Regions from separate parts of the Sus scrofa genome. Here region 1 is linked to region 2. Evidence: chromatin contacts called from public Hi-C data. All regions are on one chromosome and are shown on one strand. Each heading gives the region's core, a stretch centred on a gene start, on an enhancer-like site or on the middle of the called end of the contact. The rest is flanking DNA. Distances are from core to core; before and after follow the strand shown.

Region 1 (7,318 bases), core at 3,201-5,700, 75 kb after region 2:
CATGAGGATGCAGGTTTGATCCCTGGCCTCACTCAGTGGGTTAAAGGATCCAGTGTTGCTGTGAGGTGTGGTGTAGGCCCACGCCTACAACTCCGGATTTGACCCCTAGCCTGGGAACTTACACATGCTGCAGGTGTGGCCTTAAAAAAAAGACCAAAAAAAGAAAAAGAATCTACAGGAGACTTTATATCATAATCTGCTAGTTATCCATTGAAGCAGGTGTTCTTATACAAGGTCATGTAGGCTTATTCAGGATTTTTCTTTGCTACTTTTGTGAATTTTTTTTTTTTTTTTAATTCCATACTCATGGTATCTGGAAGTTCCTGGGCCAGGGATTGAATCAGTTGTAGCTGTGACCTGAGCCACAGGTTTGGCAGTGCCTGATCCTTTAACCCACTGCACTGGGCCTCCACAGCAACCATTGCAGCTGGAGTCCTAACCCCCTGGACCACAGTGGGAACTCCTTTCTTTGCTATTTTTTGTAAGAAAAAAACATGAACTATCCAGTATCTTTGTATTTAGTTATTAACTGTAGATGGTAAATAAATATTTTACAAGCATGATGAAAAGGTGTCTCAATTTGCAAGTAACTCATTGAATAGCTTTTAGACATTTTAAGTATATAAAAATCAGGTTAATCAGCAAGAAACCCTTGCTTATGCACTAGGCCATGAGGTTTTCTCATTGACTCTGGGGATTTAAGGGATTAGAGGTATGTGATAGATTTTGGAAAAGGGAATCTGAGCGCTTCCCGTGAGGTCCAAGCTCAGATCTGCAGGTCCTGACTGCATGGTCTGTAAAAGCACTCATCCAGGGCACACGAACTTAAAATAGCTTTGTGATGGCAAAGGGTCCGTGTTCTGGGGTCCTCGTTCCAGCAGATTATTTTCTGGAGTTTTAAAATTTAAAGGACTTGATACCCACCTCCAAACAGAAATCTTTGAGCAAGTCCTTGGAGTTGCTGCCGAGCAGGGGAGCTGCTGGCCTGGCACAGTTCTCAGCTGAGCTCTGCAGAGTGGATGAAGTCATGGAGCCATTGCTCTTCCTGAAATGCCCTGGTATTCTCGAGGGTCATAAAGTCAGTCCTGTTGTCTGTGGGGCCTTGCTGCTGCTGAAGATCCTGCTGGGGGTGCGGGGGGTGGTCTACGTGTGAGCCAGCCATTCAGTGGTCAGGGGAACCTCACTTGTTAGGGATTCTGCCTTCTCATTGCCCCTTTCCCTCCACGCTTAGCCTTGAGAAGTGGCTTAGAAATTCCACTAAGGGAGTTCCCGTCGTGGCGCAGTGGTTAACGAATCCGACTAGGAACCATGAGGTTGCGGGTTCGGTCCCTGCCCTTGCTCAGTGGGTTAACGATCCGGCGTTGCCGTGAGCTGTGGTGTAGGTTGCAGACGCGGCTCGGATCCCGAGTTGCTGTGGCTCTGGCGTAGGCCAGTGGCTGCAGCTCTGAATAGACCCTTAGCCTGGGAACCTCCATATGCCGCAGGAGCGGCCCAAAGAAACAGCAAAAAGACAAACAAACAAACAAACAAACAAAAAAGAAATGCCACTAAGAAGAGGAAGTCGGAATTCCTGTAGTGGCTCAGCGGTTAGTGAACCCAGCTAGCATCCATGAGGACATGGGTTCAATCCCTGGCCTCGCTCAGTGTGTTAAGGATCTGGTGTTGCCATGAGCTGTGGTGTAGGTCGCAGACACGGCTTGGATCCTGAGTTGCTGTGGCTCTGGTGGCTACAACTCAAAGCAGTGATGAAAGGGATGGTTATCTGGAAATGTATTGGACAGTGGCTACAGCTCTGATTGGACTCCTAGCCTGGGAACCTCCATATGCTGCAAGTGTGGCCCTAAAAGACAAAAAGACCAAAAAAAAAAGAAAGAGAAAGTCATCCGTCTCTGCTACAATTATCGGGTCTCCAGAGTGCTGTGCGAGGCCGGTTAGGAGAAGAAGCTGATCGGCGCTGTTTTTTCACTTTTCCTCTGTGTACGGCCCCTTCTACGTCAGTTTGTTTCCTAGCGGAGGAAGAATGTCAGGATCCGGTTAGTCTGAAAGCAGCTCTTATGACACTTAGAACCCTGATTTAGAGTGGAGTGTATCCCTGACTGAATCTTGTTTTCCAGCTGCACTTGTGATAGTTAATCCTTGCCTGTCTTGGTCCAGTCTTTGTCCCTTAGCATTTTTATTTCCCTCACATCTGTATTTCAGTACGATGCTTCTTAAGCTCATTTATCTTTCCCAGTCCAAGGCACGTATGAGCCAGAAATCTGTTGTAGACTTAGAGCCAGTCGGCAAGGTGATTCTGCCTGCTTCCAGCTGGGTAAGCAGAGAAATAGCGCCTAGAGGGTAGGGTTATGGAGATATATGGGTGGTCTTCCAGCCTCTCCTGGACAAATTATTATGAGACCACTTTCCAGAGTATCAGGCATAGATACTGGAAGTTGGAGGACCTGGTGAGTGATTCCTTCCTTTTCCCTGCTTGTGCTGAGACCAAATTGAGAAACCCAGAAGTCAGGCAGATGGAGACCCAAATGTCACCATTACTTACCAGAAAAGTTTTTGGACAACTTGGCTCAAGTGGGCAGAAATGAATGGGCTTTTGAAAATCACAGCCTAGGATATGATAGACTTACCCAGCCACAGGCAGAGCAGGCCAACTGGGGGGCCTCCCCAGGTAGGACTGCCCCTGTAACACTGGCAGCATGGAGGTTAGAGGGTGTCATGTCCCCCCACCCCCACCCCCGGGCCCCAATCCCAACAGAAAACAGGGAGAGTGCAGAGCCAGCTCAGCAGCCACATGCGTTGTTCTTCCCCTAGGAAAGCGAAGGAAGCAAGGCCGGAGGCATTCCTCAGGCAAGGTCCTTCCTCAAGGAAGCAGGAAGCCAGGGGAAAGTGTGTTCCAGCCTCTGTCTCCTGACTCCCCGAGGCTGGCACGAAAGCGCCTCTGGAGCCAAACATGAGTTTGAGACCATCTCTGTCATTCGCGTGGGTAAGCATTTGCTCTTGTGACACTCAGTTAGTGACACACTAATGTTTTTCTTTCCCTTCTGCAGGAGACAGATTTTGTTTGTTTTGATGGAGGAAGAGACAATTTTGATAATTATAATGTCGAAGAACTTTTAGGGTTTTTGGAATTGTATGATTCGGCGCCTGGAGACTCTGAGGAAGTTCAAGAAAAAACTTCTCAGCAGGTGGAAGAACCTCCTGAAGCGTCCGAGGAAAGTGACCCTGAACCTGAACCAGGAGAACCCAGCTCGCAGGAAAGTGAAAGTGTATTCTCAGAAAACACTGAGGAACCCAGGGAAAGACAGGAGGCTCAGAAGAGCCACCCTCATGGAAGCAGTCAAACAGATCCCGCTCAGGGAGAGCAGTCTTCTTTCGAACCTTTTGGAGAAATGCTGCAAGATAAGTTAAAAGTGCCAGAAAGCGAACGCAGCAAAACCAGCAATAGTTCTCAGGTCTCCAATGAGCAGGAGAAGATTGATGCTTATAAACTTCTGAAAACAGAAATGACTCTGGACTTGAAAACCAAATTCGGCTCAACTGCCGACGCATTTGTATCTGACGATGAGACAACCAGATTTGTTACCTCCTTAGAGGACGATTTTGATGAGGAGCTGGAAGGTGAGTACTACACCGTGGGGAAGGAAGAAGAGGAGAACAAAGACGGCGTGGACGACCTCCCACTACTCACCTTCGTGGATGGAGAAGATCCAGCTCCGGCGAAGTCTGGCGTTGAGAAGCATCCAACAGAGAAAGAGCAGACTTGGAAGGAAGCCAGTCGGGCTGGGGAGACTCAGCCCCCCGGCATCCAGTACGGTGAGAAAAATGCAGAGGAAGATAGCACCTTCTCCGTGGTGGCAGAAGGTGAGGAAAACACAGGTGCGGATTTGGAGACTTGGGATTCGAAGGAAGCAAAGGCTGGTGATGAAGCATCCGTCCCGGGTCGCAACGTGGGGACAGCACGACCAGCCTCGGCTTCTGGCGACCCCGAAGAGGCAGCCGATGGCCTTCGGAAGGTGGAAGTCCCCAGAAGCAGTCAAGACCAGGACCCAGAGGCGCCCGCAGAACTTCACGTTCAAGGGCAAGGGCGGGAGGCCGAGCGGCCGGGGAGGGACCTGGCGGCGCGGGAGGCAGCGGGATTAGAGGACAAGACGCGCCGAAGCGGGAGCCGGCACGCTTCTGCCCAGAGCGGCCACCCCAGCCCTCCGCCCGCCGCCAAAGAGGATGCAGAGACATTTCTATCGGCCTTTGCCAGCAAAGAGAATGACCTGGAAGGAGCCGCTGTTCATATCTCGAAAGACTGGCCCGGGAAGGAACAGCCCGGAGCACAGCGGTTGGAAGGCGGCTCGGAGGGCGCCTCGGTGGCTAGAGCTGCAGGGATCCCGGGGGCCGAGCGGGAGCTTGGACAGGCCCCCTCGGGGATCGCAGCGCCCCGGACCGACAGTCAGCCTGATGCTTCCAGGGCCCGCGGGGAGGAGGACGGCGGCTCAGGAATCGGCCCAGCCCCACCGCCGCTCTCGGGGGAGCACCTGGGTGAGGACCAGCCCGGGAAATCTCAAAACCGGACTCGATTCTCCTCCCCCGATGCACCTGCTCCGCCAAGAAACCCGGGGGAAGAGGGTCCCGCTCCGGGAAGCAGCCTTTCCGGGCCACAGGAAGGAGGCGCCGCCGCCGCATTTCCCCAGCAAGGGAGCGACGACGGGGGACTCTCAGATCAGGAGGCCGCTGAGGATGCCCTGGAGGAGGGGCCTGCCCATCGCCGCGAGCCCGCGGCGGCCCCGCGGGAAGCAGGGGTGACCGAGGTGCCAGGTCTCCGCCCGGAACACCCGGAAGCAGACGAGGACGATTACGCCCCCGAAGAGCTGTTGGAGGATGAAAACGCTGTGAGTGCGAAGCGGTCTAAAGAAATGAGCCCCGAGGCTGAGGACGCGGGCTTAGATGCTGACCCACAGGCCTCTGCAAAAGCGCTTTTAGGTGCTGTTCATGCTGATCCAGAACCTGGAGAAAACAAAGGGGAGACCAATAATACGGTGGAAACTGGAAGAAAAAGTGACCCTGCGGGTGAAGGCGTGGACGCACGAGGCGGGGATCCCAGTAGTCCGGTGGTGGAAAAAGGAGGAAGCTCCCTCGTGGGTCAGAAGGGACAGAGCCCCTCTGAGGAACGCGACCTTCCCAAGAGAGCCAATCAGACTGCAGGGTTAGGGGCCGCATCTCAGCATAAAGCTCCGGATTATTTTAACGAAGACGGCCTCCAGGAACCCCCGGGGGCGCCAGGGCTCCTGGGGAAGCCTGGGGCAGAACTCTTGAAAGAGGATGAGGAGGACGTGGCGAAACTGGTGGACGCAGGGCTCCGGGGGTCCGCTCCTGAGGACCAGGACAGTGACCCGCCCCCCTGGGCGCCACACGCACCTGTTCAGCAGGAGCTCGGCGTCCCCCGGGAGGACTTGCCTATAATCGGCAGCTTCTTTAAAGAGCAGCAGTCCCTGGAGCGCTTCCAGAAGTACTTTGACGTCCAGGAGCTGGAAGCCCTGTTCCAGGAAATGTCCTCCAAGCTGAAGTCGGCGCAGCGGGAGAGCCTGCCCTACAACGTGGAGAAAGTCCTAGATAAGGTCTTCCGTGCTTCCGAGTCCCACATTCTGAGCGTGGCAGAGGAGATGCTCGACACTCGCGTGACCGAAGACAGAGACCCGGCGATGAGGGACAGCATCTTCAGCGAAGAGGCTGCTGTGCTCGATGACGTTCACGAACTGATCTATTTTGTCAGGTACACATACTCCGCGAAGGAGGAGGCCGCGTCCCTGGCAGCCGCGCAGCCTGCGGAGGAGGGCCGGCCTGGACCAGCAGAGGAGGGCCGGCCTGGACCTGCGGAGGAGGGCCGGCCTGGACCTGCGGAGGAGAGTTTGGCTGGACCTGCGGAGGAGAGTTCGGCTGGACCTGCGGAGGAGAGTTCGGCTGGACCTGCGGAGGAGAGTTTGGCTGGACCTGCGGAGGAGAGTTCGGCTGGACCTGCGGAGGAGAGTTTGGCTGGACCTGCGGAGGAGAGTTCGGCTGGACCTGCAGAAGGTGAGGTGCCTGCCTGTGACCTCCTGGTGTTGGGCTCCAGGTACGGGTGTGGGGCTGGGGGGCTCTGAAGAGCCTCGTGCCCTATTTGTAAAGCTTTGTCCCCAGTTCACAGCGGCCCAGAGGCGAGGGGCAGCACAGTGACGGCCTCATGACCCGTCCAGTCTTTCTTGTAGATGGGGGTGTGGATAAGGATTTCTTGCCCTCTTTCTCCCTTAGACAGCTGAGACTGGCAAGCATTCTCAAAAGGAAACTCTAAAAAGATAAAGCCACACATAAGAAATGAGGTATAAAATAGACCTGTTGACATAGTACATGTTTCATGCAAAAGTATGAGAGGGGTTTTTTTCTTTTTTCTTTTTTGGCCAACCGGTCACATACGAAGTTCCTGGGCCAGGGATCAGACAAGCCACAGTTGTGACCTATGCCACAGTTGTGGCAAGGCTGAATCCTTTAACCCACTGTGCCAGGGATTGAACCTGTGTCCTGGCACTGCAGAAATATAGCCGATACTGTTGTGCTGCAGCCGGAACTCCATGAAAGGGCTTTTTTGAACACATTTTCTTCATCGTCAAATCACTGCTCTCTGTCTAAGGATTTACTGGCATAGGGCTTAACTTGATGCCTTGCCTGAGTGAGTCTTTTCTTCCCCCTAATTTTTTTTGGGGGGGGTGGGCTTGGGGGGAGTGTGTACTACTGCAGCACATAGGAGTTCCCAGGCTAGGGGTCGGGGCAGCAGCTGCCGGCCTGCACCACAGCCACAGCAATGCAGGATCCAAGCTGCATCTGTGACCTACACCACAGCTCACAGCAACACCAGATCCTTAAGCCACTGAGCAAGGCCAGGAATTGAACCCGGGTCCTCATGAATACTAGGTGGGTTTATAACCCTCTGAGCCACAGAGGGAACCGCCCCCCCCTCCAACTTCCATCTTTGCTGGATGCTATGTGCATAGGTGAGTTAAATTCTACCCAGCCATCGGGTTCTCACGTTCAGATTAATCCAGGACAAACCAGGACACAGAGCCTCTAACAGAGCACTTGATGCAGAAGCCATCCAGTAAATAAACAGTGAGTGAACGGACCCTGAGCCAGCGTCTCATAGAAGCTGGTTCCTGGCTCATGCTCTTTTCTCTGCCCACATGCTTTTCAAACGGAGATGTGTGAGCTGAGAGTATCTCCCTGGGCGCAGAGACCACAGGAGGAGTGTTCCCAGGCTGCCTGGGGTCCCGAGCATTTGGAGCTGGGAACACTTTTATATGTA
Region 2 (7,370 bases), core at 1,400-3,899:
CTGTGTGCACTCGGCCGGGGCGGCCCCAGAAAAGGAAAGCCTTTCTCAAAACCACCTCTGAGATGGAAAAGCATTTCTTGATGACATGAAACATCCAAGGGAGGCTCAGATGTTAAGGCAGAAGAAGCCTCGTAAAATGAGAAATGGAGGGGCCTGCTAGGTTTGCTTAGAGGGAGGCAAAGTCTGTGCACCAAAGAGGAAACCAAACGAGGCGCTCGGCTTGGTCCTGAGAACTGCGAGACGCCCTGGAGGGCTGGGCAGAGGAGCGAGGAAAGTGCGCAGCAGGGCGGTGCGTCTCAGAGCAAAGGGCCGGGCAGCAGGACCAGAGGGAAACAAGACAGGCTGAGGACGCCCAAGCGTGTTAGAAAACCCCCCACTGGACGAGCGAGGCCAGGGAGGCGGCAGGCAGTAAAGGCGAACGTGAGAAAGCGGCTCCCAAACGCTTCCCGGTTTCTCCCGGCGGATGCCCATCATTCAGCATTTACTGAGCACCCGCTCACGGGGCGTTAGACGTCATCCTAGGTGCTGGGCATACAGCAGGGAATGAAATAAAAAGGCCCCAAAGACCCAACTTCTAACCTGGAGAGAATAAACGTAATAATAAACACATTGTCCAGCAGGAAAGAAAGTTGAGTAGTTGGGGGCAAAGGGGCCGGATAAGGAGGGTGGTGCCGCGTTAAATGGGGGAGGGGGTGGTGAGAGAAGAGTCTTGATGAGAAAAGGAATCTGAAGGAGGTCAGGGAGAGAAGCCTCCAGACCTCTGGGAGCGCGTGCTTGTCATCCTCTCCTTCAGGCAGTGATGGATCGTTTACACAGGAGAGGGAACAGAGCGCTACCTACTCACTGTACCTCTACCATCGGGTAGGACGTGCGTACTCAAAAATGTGTGGAATCAATTAATTCATCCTCAGTCGATTACTTATTTCAGTTACGGGTACCAAAGATACTCCCCCATAACTTCCCTCTAAGTACAAAACTTGATACAATTTGTCATACAAACAACAGACTGGAGAACTTTTTAAGACGTAAAGGTACCATTCATGCACCATTAGAACAGTATTTCATTTTTGCACTTTCCCTTTCAGTAATTATCTGTATGCATAATGTATCGTCGGTATGAATTCGTGTTTGGTAATCATAAACATACAATTTTGAGATTCGGCTTTTTTTTCTGCTTATTACGTTGTCTTTACAATTGTCCGAGATAGTGGACGCCGAGGGTCAGTTAATTGAGACTGCCGGAAAGCAATGTTACTTCCAATGTCCTTGAATTACAGCGCGCCAGGTAGTGAGCAGGCTCCATAGCTCAGTGGTTAGAGCACTGGTCTTGTAAACCAGGGGTCGCGAGTTCGATCCTCGCTGGGGCCTCATCTGCATTTCCGCTTTTTTTAAAAAACCATCCCGCGTAAATACGCACCAGGGATTCCAAAATGAAACAGTGATTTCTAAAAAACGGTACTTCTGGCAGGACTTAGTCCTGAAATATAAATCACGAACATGCTTACCGTGCCTCAGAGCGACCCGGAAGAGAAAATCCTGGAACGCCGCGAAGCAGGAAAAAAAGAAAAATGGTCCACGGTGGCCGGCGCTACCCGAATCTGCGGCCAGAGCGCCGGAAGAGAGGGCGCAAGGCGCCGGGGGCTCGTTTTCAAAGCCCTGCAAACCCAGACCCCGCGCCGAGTTACGAAAGGCAGAGGGCGGCGACGCGGGGACCTCGACGGCGCGCGGCGCGCGGCGCGGGTGCGCGGGGCGGGCGGGACGTGGCTGCGCCTGCAGTGACGCCGCGCGGCCGCCTGGTGGCGCTGGAGCCCGGCTCTCGCTGGCCCGACCCGCGGCGAGGGCGCCTCCAGACCCTGTTGCCGGGCCCAGAGATTGGCCCGCGTGGCCTGGACGAGGACACGTGGCAGCTTGGCGTTCAGAGCCCAGCTTGGCGCCACCATCCTGCCCCCTACGAGAGAAAGAGGGAGCGATTCCCCGAAATAAACGGGCCCGGGCTGCGCGGGAAGCCAAGGTTTGCAGTTTTTACCCTGAATTCCCGAATGCTGGGTGACTATAGTCACCAGTGCCCTTTCTTTTCTGTTTCTTTTTTTAAGGGCCACGAGTGGCATATGGGAGTTCCCAGGTGAGGGGTCGAATCAGAGCTACAGCTGCTGACCCACGACACAGCAATGTAAGATCCGCGCTGCATCTGCTACCTACACCACAGCTGGTGGTAACCACGGATCCTTAACCTACCGAGAGAGGCCAGGGATCAAACCCGCATCCTCATGGCTACTAGTTGGGTTTGTTTCCGCTGAGCCACAACGGGAATTCCCCAGAGCATTTTCTGAATACAGAAATTGTCCGCACCCAGGATGTTTTGATAAAGGACTGTCTATAAACTAGCCCCCTGCCACATGAAACCATTGAGTGCCTGAAATGTGGCTATTCCAGATTGAGATTTGCTGAAATAAAATACACATTGGGTTTAGAAAATTCAGTACCAAAAAAAAAAAAAAAAGAATGTCAACTATCCCATTAGTAATTTTTAATCAATTACATATTGAAACAATAATACCATAATATACAGGATTAAATAAATTGTGTAATTGCATTAATTTTACCTTTTTTTGGCTACTAGAAAAATTTTAATTAAATGGGCGGCTCCCATTTGCAGCTCTCATATGGGGCAAGTTCAAGGATCCCGAGTCTCATGACCTTGAGTTCAAGTTAATGCTTAACAGTGCTTACAGCAGGTAAGCCTTTCATCTCTTTGGGTCTCCCAGAGCCTGTACTGTGCCTGGCAAGCTGTAAGCATGGCACTTGTTGAGACGAAATCAAGTATCTCCCCCAGCATAACCCAAACTCCACAAAAAACAAGAGAATGTATTTCTTAATCTGGGTTCTTTTGAGGATGATGTGACTGGGACAATTTCTTGGCTTGCAAGATTTTAGCTCTGGATCCTAAAACCCTGGCATTTTTGGTTTTGTTCCATTAAGTCAAATTGCCTATATTCTTCCGGGTACTCTGCAGAATCTGGAGAACTTGTTGAAGCTCTTAGCTCTGTCATTCCTCAAGTACCAGGTTAAAAGCCACCACCCTCCCTGGGGGCCCCCAGAGAGGCTGACAGGGGCGTTGGTTCAAGTCCAGCTGAACAATTCCCCGCTCCCTTGCTGCCGTGGTCCAGGGCAAGTGGCCTAACCTCGCCAGGCCTCACTTCCCTGATCTGCAGCAGAAGTGATGGGGCAACACGCAAGCAGCAAGGTTTTGAGGTTTTGGAGAGTGGATATAAACTTAGCACATAATAGGTATGCAACCTGTAGTCATGTTTGCTATGCTCTCTGCCCCGCAGAACAGTAGGCGCCAGAGGACCTGCCTTTATTCATACCCTCGCTTCAGTGAGGGCGAAGGAGACATCCATTTTAGAGGAGCTCTCCCCCAAAGGCATCACTACAAGCCCCCTCTTAGACCTGAGATGAGGCTTGGGAGTGACACATGGCTCTTAGGCAAACTGGGTGAAGCACGGCAGATTTTTTTTTTTTTTTTCTTTTCTGTCTTTTTCGGCCACCTGGGCATAGGGAGTTCCCGGGCCAGGGATCAAATCCCAGTCGCAGCTGCGACCTAGGCCCCGCTGGGGCAACTGGATCCTTTAACCTGCTGTGCCTGGCCAGGCTCAGAACCTGCGTGCTGGCCCGCAGAGACGCTGCCGAGCCCCTGCCCCACGCGGGAACTCCACGTCCCATTTCTTACCACCAGGCAAGCATCCAGGAGATCAAACACTCCGGGTCCATTTGAGCAAGTGTTGATTTATTGCCTTAGGTCACGGGCACTTACAAACAGGGACACACAGTGGACTTCCAAGCGGGTTTACAGACTGGCAAACAGGCAGCCAGGTAGCCTGGCAACATGGGCTTTGGTCTCGCTGCAGAAGCGGACATGGGGCATCCGGTCAGGTCAGAGGACAAGGTTCTTGAGGAGAAGACCACTGCGCAGCCCAAGGTCAAGCTCTCACCACTGGTCCTCGCCTGCACCCCAGCTTCCCAGGTGTCTAAGGTCATGTGCAGCAGCAGCAGCAGCAGCAGCAGCAGTTCCCCAGGGGCAAACTGGAAGCTCATCCCCTGACCCACCACCTTGACGGAAGCATCAGAGGGAGGCTCCTGCCAGCTCGCTGCCGCTGTGCCCCTCTGCCTGGGGGGGTCTTGGGGCTCTGCTTCCTCCTCCCCTGGGGGCCTGGGGACCACACTCGCTTCTTTGCCCCAGGCCGAGGAAACGGCTTCCTGCTGCTTGTGGGGGAAGCTGGCTTCTTGGAGGGGCCTTTCCGAGAGGAGGCCCGGTCTGGCCTGGAAGTTACAGTTGCGTTGGATGATTTTCTAGCAGCTTCTTCAGCTTGCTCCTTTAGCAAGTCCAAGACCGTCTCTGGGAAACAAATATTTATTTAGTAGAAATAGAAGCCCTGGAAAGCAGCTCTAAGGGAAGTGCCACCCAGGAAACCTGTGCTCGCTTGAGGGTTCTTGAATGTAAGTTCTTTTTTTTTTTTTTTTTTTTTGTCTTTTTGCTATTTCTTGGGCCGCTCCCGAGGCATATGGAGGTTCCCAGGCTAGGGGTCTAATTGGAGCTGCAGCCACTGGCCTACACCAGAGCCACAGCAACGCGGGATCCAAGCTGCATCTGCAACCTACACCACAGCTCACAGCAACGCCGGATCCTTAACCCACTGAGCAAGGGCAGGGACCGAACCCGCCACCTCATGGTTCCTAGTCGGATTCGTTAACCACTGCGCCACAACGGGAACTCCTTGAATGTAAGTTCTTTTGAAATTAACATTTTTAATGTCCTTCACTGGCCTTGATCTAAAAATACTTTTTTTTTTTTTTTTTTTTCTTTTTAAGGCATACAGAGGTTCCCAGGCTTGGAGTCAAATAGCAGCTGCAGCTGCAAGCCTACACACACCACAGCCAGAGCAACGCCAGATCCGGGCAGCATCTGTGACCTACAAGCAGCTCATGGCAATTCCAGATCCTTAACCCACTGATCAAGGCCAGGGATTGAAACCCGCATCCTCATGGGTACTAGTCAGGTTCCTTACTGCTGAGCCCCAATGGGAACTCCCAAAACAATTCCTTTGTGATGGGATTCCTCCAATGCTGCATGGCTCTAGAAGAGTTCCCTTGGAAACAGCATCCTTCCGCTGTGAGTCTTTCCTGACTCCGCACCTAGCCTGGAAGAGGGCCTCCGGCTGGGGGCCCAGTCAGAGGCCTGGACATCCTTCTAGCCAGAGCCTCCGTGCTGCATCTATTTCTTCATTTGCCTGTGCTCCATGCGCCCTCTCACTGGACTCAGAACTCCTGTAGGTCAGGCTCACTGCTGTGTCCCCAGGGATGGCCACAAAGGAAGGAAGGAACGAACGAGGGACCACAGGTCACAGCAAAAGCAGGTGCTGGCCCTCTCCGTCTGGTCGCAGAGGAGACATCTAGACAGAGCCATGGGTCCCAGTCCTCACCCAGAGGATAAGCCTTGGTGAGAAAAGACCTCCCGCCCCAGGATGGCAGCTGTCTGCAGAGGGCACTGTGCGGGCGCCTGGATGCCAAGCCCTGAGCCCAAAGACAAAGACAGACTCACTGGCTAGTGGCCTGAATGGGATCCGCTTACTCTTGATTTTCACCGGCACCGGCTTGTATGTGCACTTTCCCGGAGGTGCTCGCCTAAAAACAGATAGAAAACGTGAGGACCCAGGACTCTGAAGACGGGACCAGGAACTCAAGGTCAGCAGGAGGCGTGCGTTTGCAAGACTTGGGTTCAGCCCCCCTTTATCCATAGGGGTGGGATGGACGGAGGAGGAATCTGGGATGAGCTCTGACAGAGAGGAGAACAGACAGGGACACCCAGGGCCACTACCACCCAGGGTGGTGTAGGCGGCAGAGGACTGAGTTCAAATCCTGGGGACCGCGGGCAGGAAAACTTGGCTAGGTTTCAACTTTCACGTCTATAAAATAGCAAAAGTAATAGAGAGAGATGAGGATTCAATAAAAACTGTGTACTTGGCACATCGTACATGACTGATACACAACTTTTTATTTTATTTTTTCTAACAGCTGCACCCGCAGCATATGAAAGTGCCCGGGCCAGGGGTGGAACCGGAGCTGTAGGTGACACTGATCCTCATTTGAAAGAGGGAAACGGAGGTGTGCAAAGGTTAAGAGACAGATCCAAGGTCCCATGGCTTGTTAGTGGCAAAGCCACAGTTGAGACCCCGCATCCAGGGTCTGTGATTCTAAGGAAAGGGCAGGAGGAAAAAATGGAAGGGGAAATCATGCATAAATAAACCAACCGCTCCTTAAAATGTTGGGCGAGTGCATTTAGCGCAGACGGGCTAAGTAAGCAGAGCAGAACCTGGGCAGTAGCGTTCACCCACGGTCAGATGATCCCAGACTGACGTTTCCAGAAGCATGTTAAAAAAACAAACAAACAAAAAATTGGATTGGGAGTGTGGGATTAGTCGATGCAAACTTTTGCATTTAGAGTGGATAAGCAATGAGGTCCTGCTGTACGGCACAGGGAACTCTACCCAATCACTTTGGTGAACTGTGATGGAGGATAACTGAGAAGAAGAATGGGTATATTGGCATAACTGAGTCACCTTGCCTTACCGCAGAAATTCACAGAGCACTGTCAATCGACTATAATAAAAACTAAAAATAAACAAGGCAGGAGCCACAGACCTAGACGAGGCAACCCAGAAAGGCTCGAGAGCCTCATTTCCAACCACAAAGACCCCGTTTCCCAAATACTCTCTACTTCCTGCAGACGCGCCATCCTACACATTTCTTGGTCCATCTGCTTTCATCTGAAGTGAAGACCGGCTTCGGTGATGGTTTCTGGGACTCCTTGGGGGGTGAGGACTGTTGGCTGCCATGGAGCTAGGCACTAGGACACACCCCCTGAGAAGAAGGAACCCAGTCTCACCTGGATGGGTCGACGAATTTGTAAATGGATCCGCGCGCTGCGTAGGCACTTGGGTAAGAGGTGGCCAGGAAGTAGAGCTCCCCTAAGACAGAACAGGTGTCAAGGACAGGACATGAGGCGGGACCAGGATGGCTGGGCTTGTGGCCCTGAAACGTGTGAGCCCCGGAAGGGGACCCCGGAATCCCGACAGCTGGGCCAGGGAGGTCCCCAAGGTTCCCAGACCGGCTCAGGGAGTCACCCAGCAGAGGCCTGTTTCTGCTCCTATTCCCTGAACCGAAGGCCCCCTCAGCTGATGTAGCATCTCTGCTTTCAGAAACATCATCTCAGAGGGGTCCCACCCCCCTCCCCACCCTTCACTGTGGATAAGGCTTCTCTGCGAAGCCCCCGAAATAGGCTGAGCACCACTTATCAGACAGTTCGTGTTATA

What was found. Hi-C and Micro-C count contacts between places; a contact is called where the count stands out from the background.
Region 1: a Hi-C map of undifferentiated spermatogonia shows a contact between it and region 2, with 2.6 times the contacts expected there. The contact joins the enhancer-like site here to the promoter of LOC110255736 in region 2. A contact is called at or near these places in 3 of 5 promoter capture datasets (fetal liver, fetal skeletal muscle and liver), 29 of 47 Hi-C or Micro-C datasets (alveolar macrophages, blood, brain and 15 more) and 2 of 2 datasets of contacts at active chromatin or transcription factors (alveolar macrophages and skeletal muscle).

What each region holds. Positions count from the first base shown.
Region 1 is chr10:11,385,246-11,392,563 of Sscrofa11.1, forward strand. MIA3 (melanoma inhibitory activity protein 3) reads left to right here. Exons shown (of 28, transcript XM_021064137.1): 4 at 3,045-6,057. Among named protein-coding and RNA genes, the nearest start is that of MIA3, 26 kb to the left of the region's middle. Within about 2 kb of position 4,451, at least 1 of the 83 cell types and tissues checked has an H3K27ac peak or open chromatin away from gene starts, as enhancers often do. A contact at or near this core is called in undifferentiated spermatogonia, where this site is marked.
Region 2 is chr10:11,312,081-11,319,450 of Sscrofa11.1, forward strand. It overlaps LOC110255736, which reads right to left and starts at 2,650. Exons shown (of 7, transcript XM_021065090.1): 1 at 2,604-2,650; 2 at 1,506-1,948. The coding sequence starts at 2,650. HHIPL2 (HHIP-like protein 2) reads right to left here. Exons shown (of 10, transcript XR_002336124.1): 8 at 6,944-7,025; 9 at 5,600-6,409; 10 at 3,767-4,396. TRNAT-UGU (a tRNA gene) reads left to right here and starts at 1,296; the gene lies at 1,296-1,368. It also overlaps the pseudogene LOC102160768.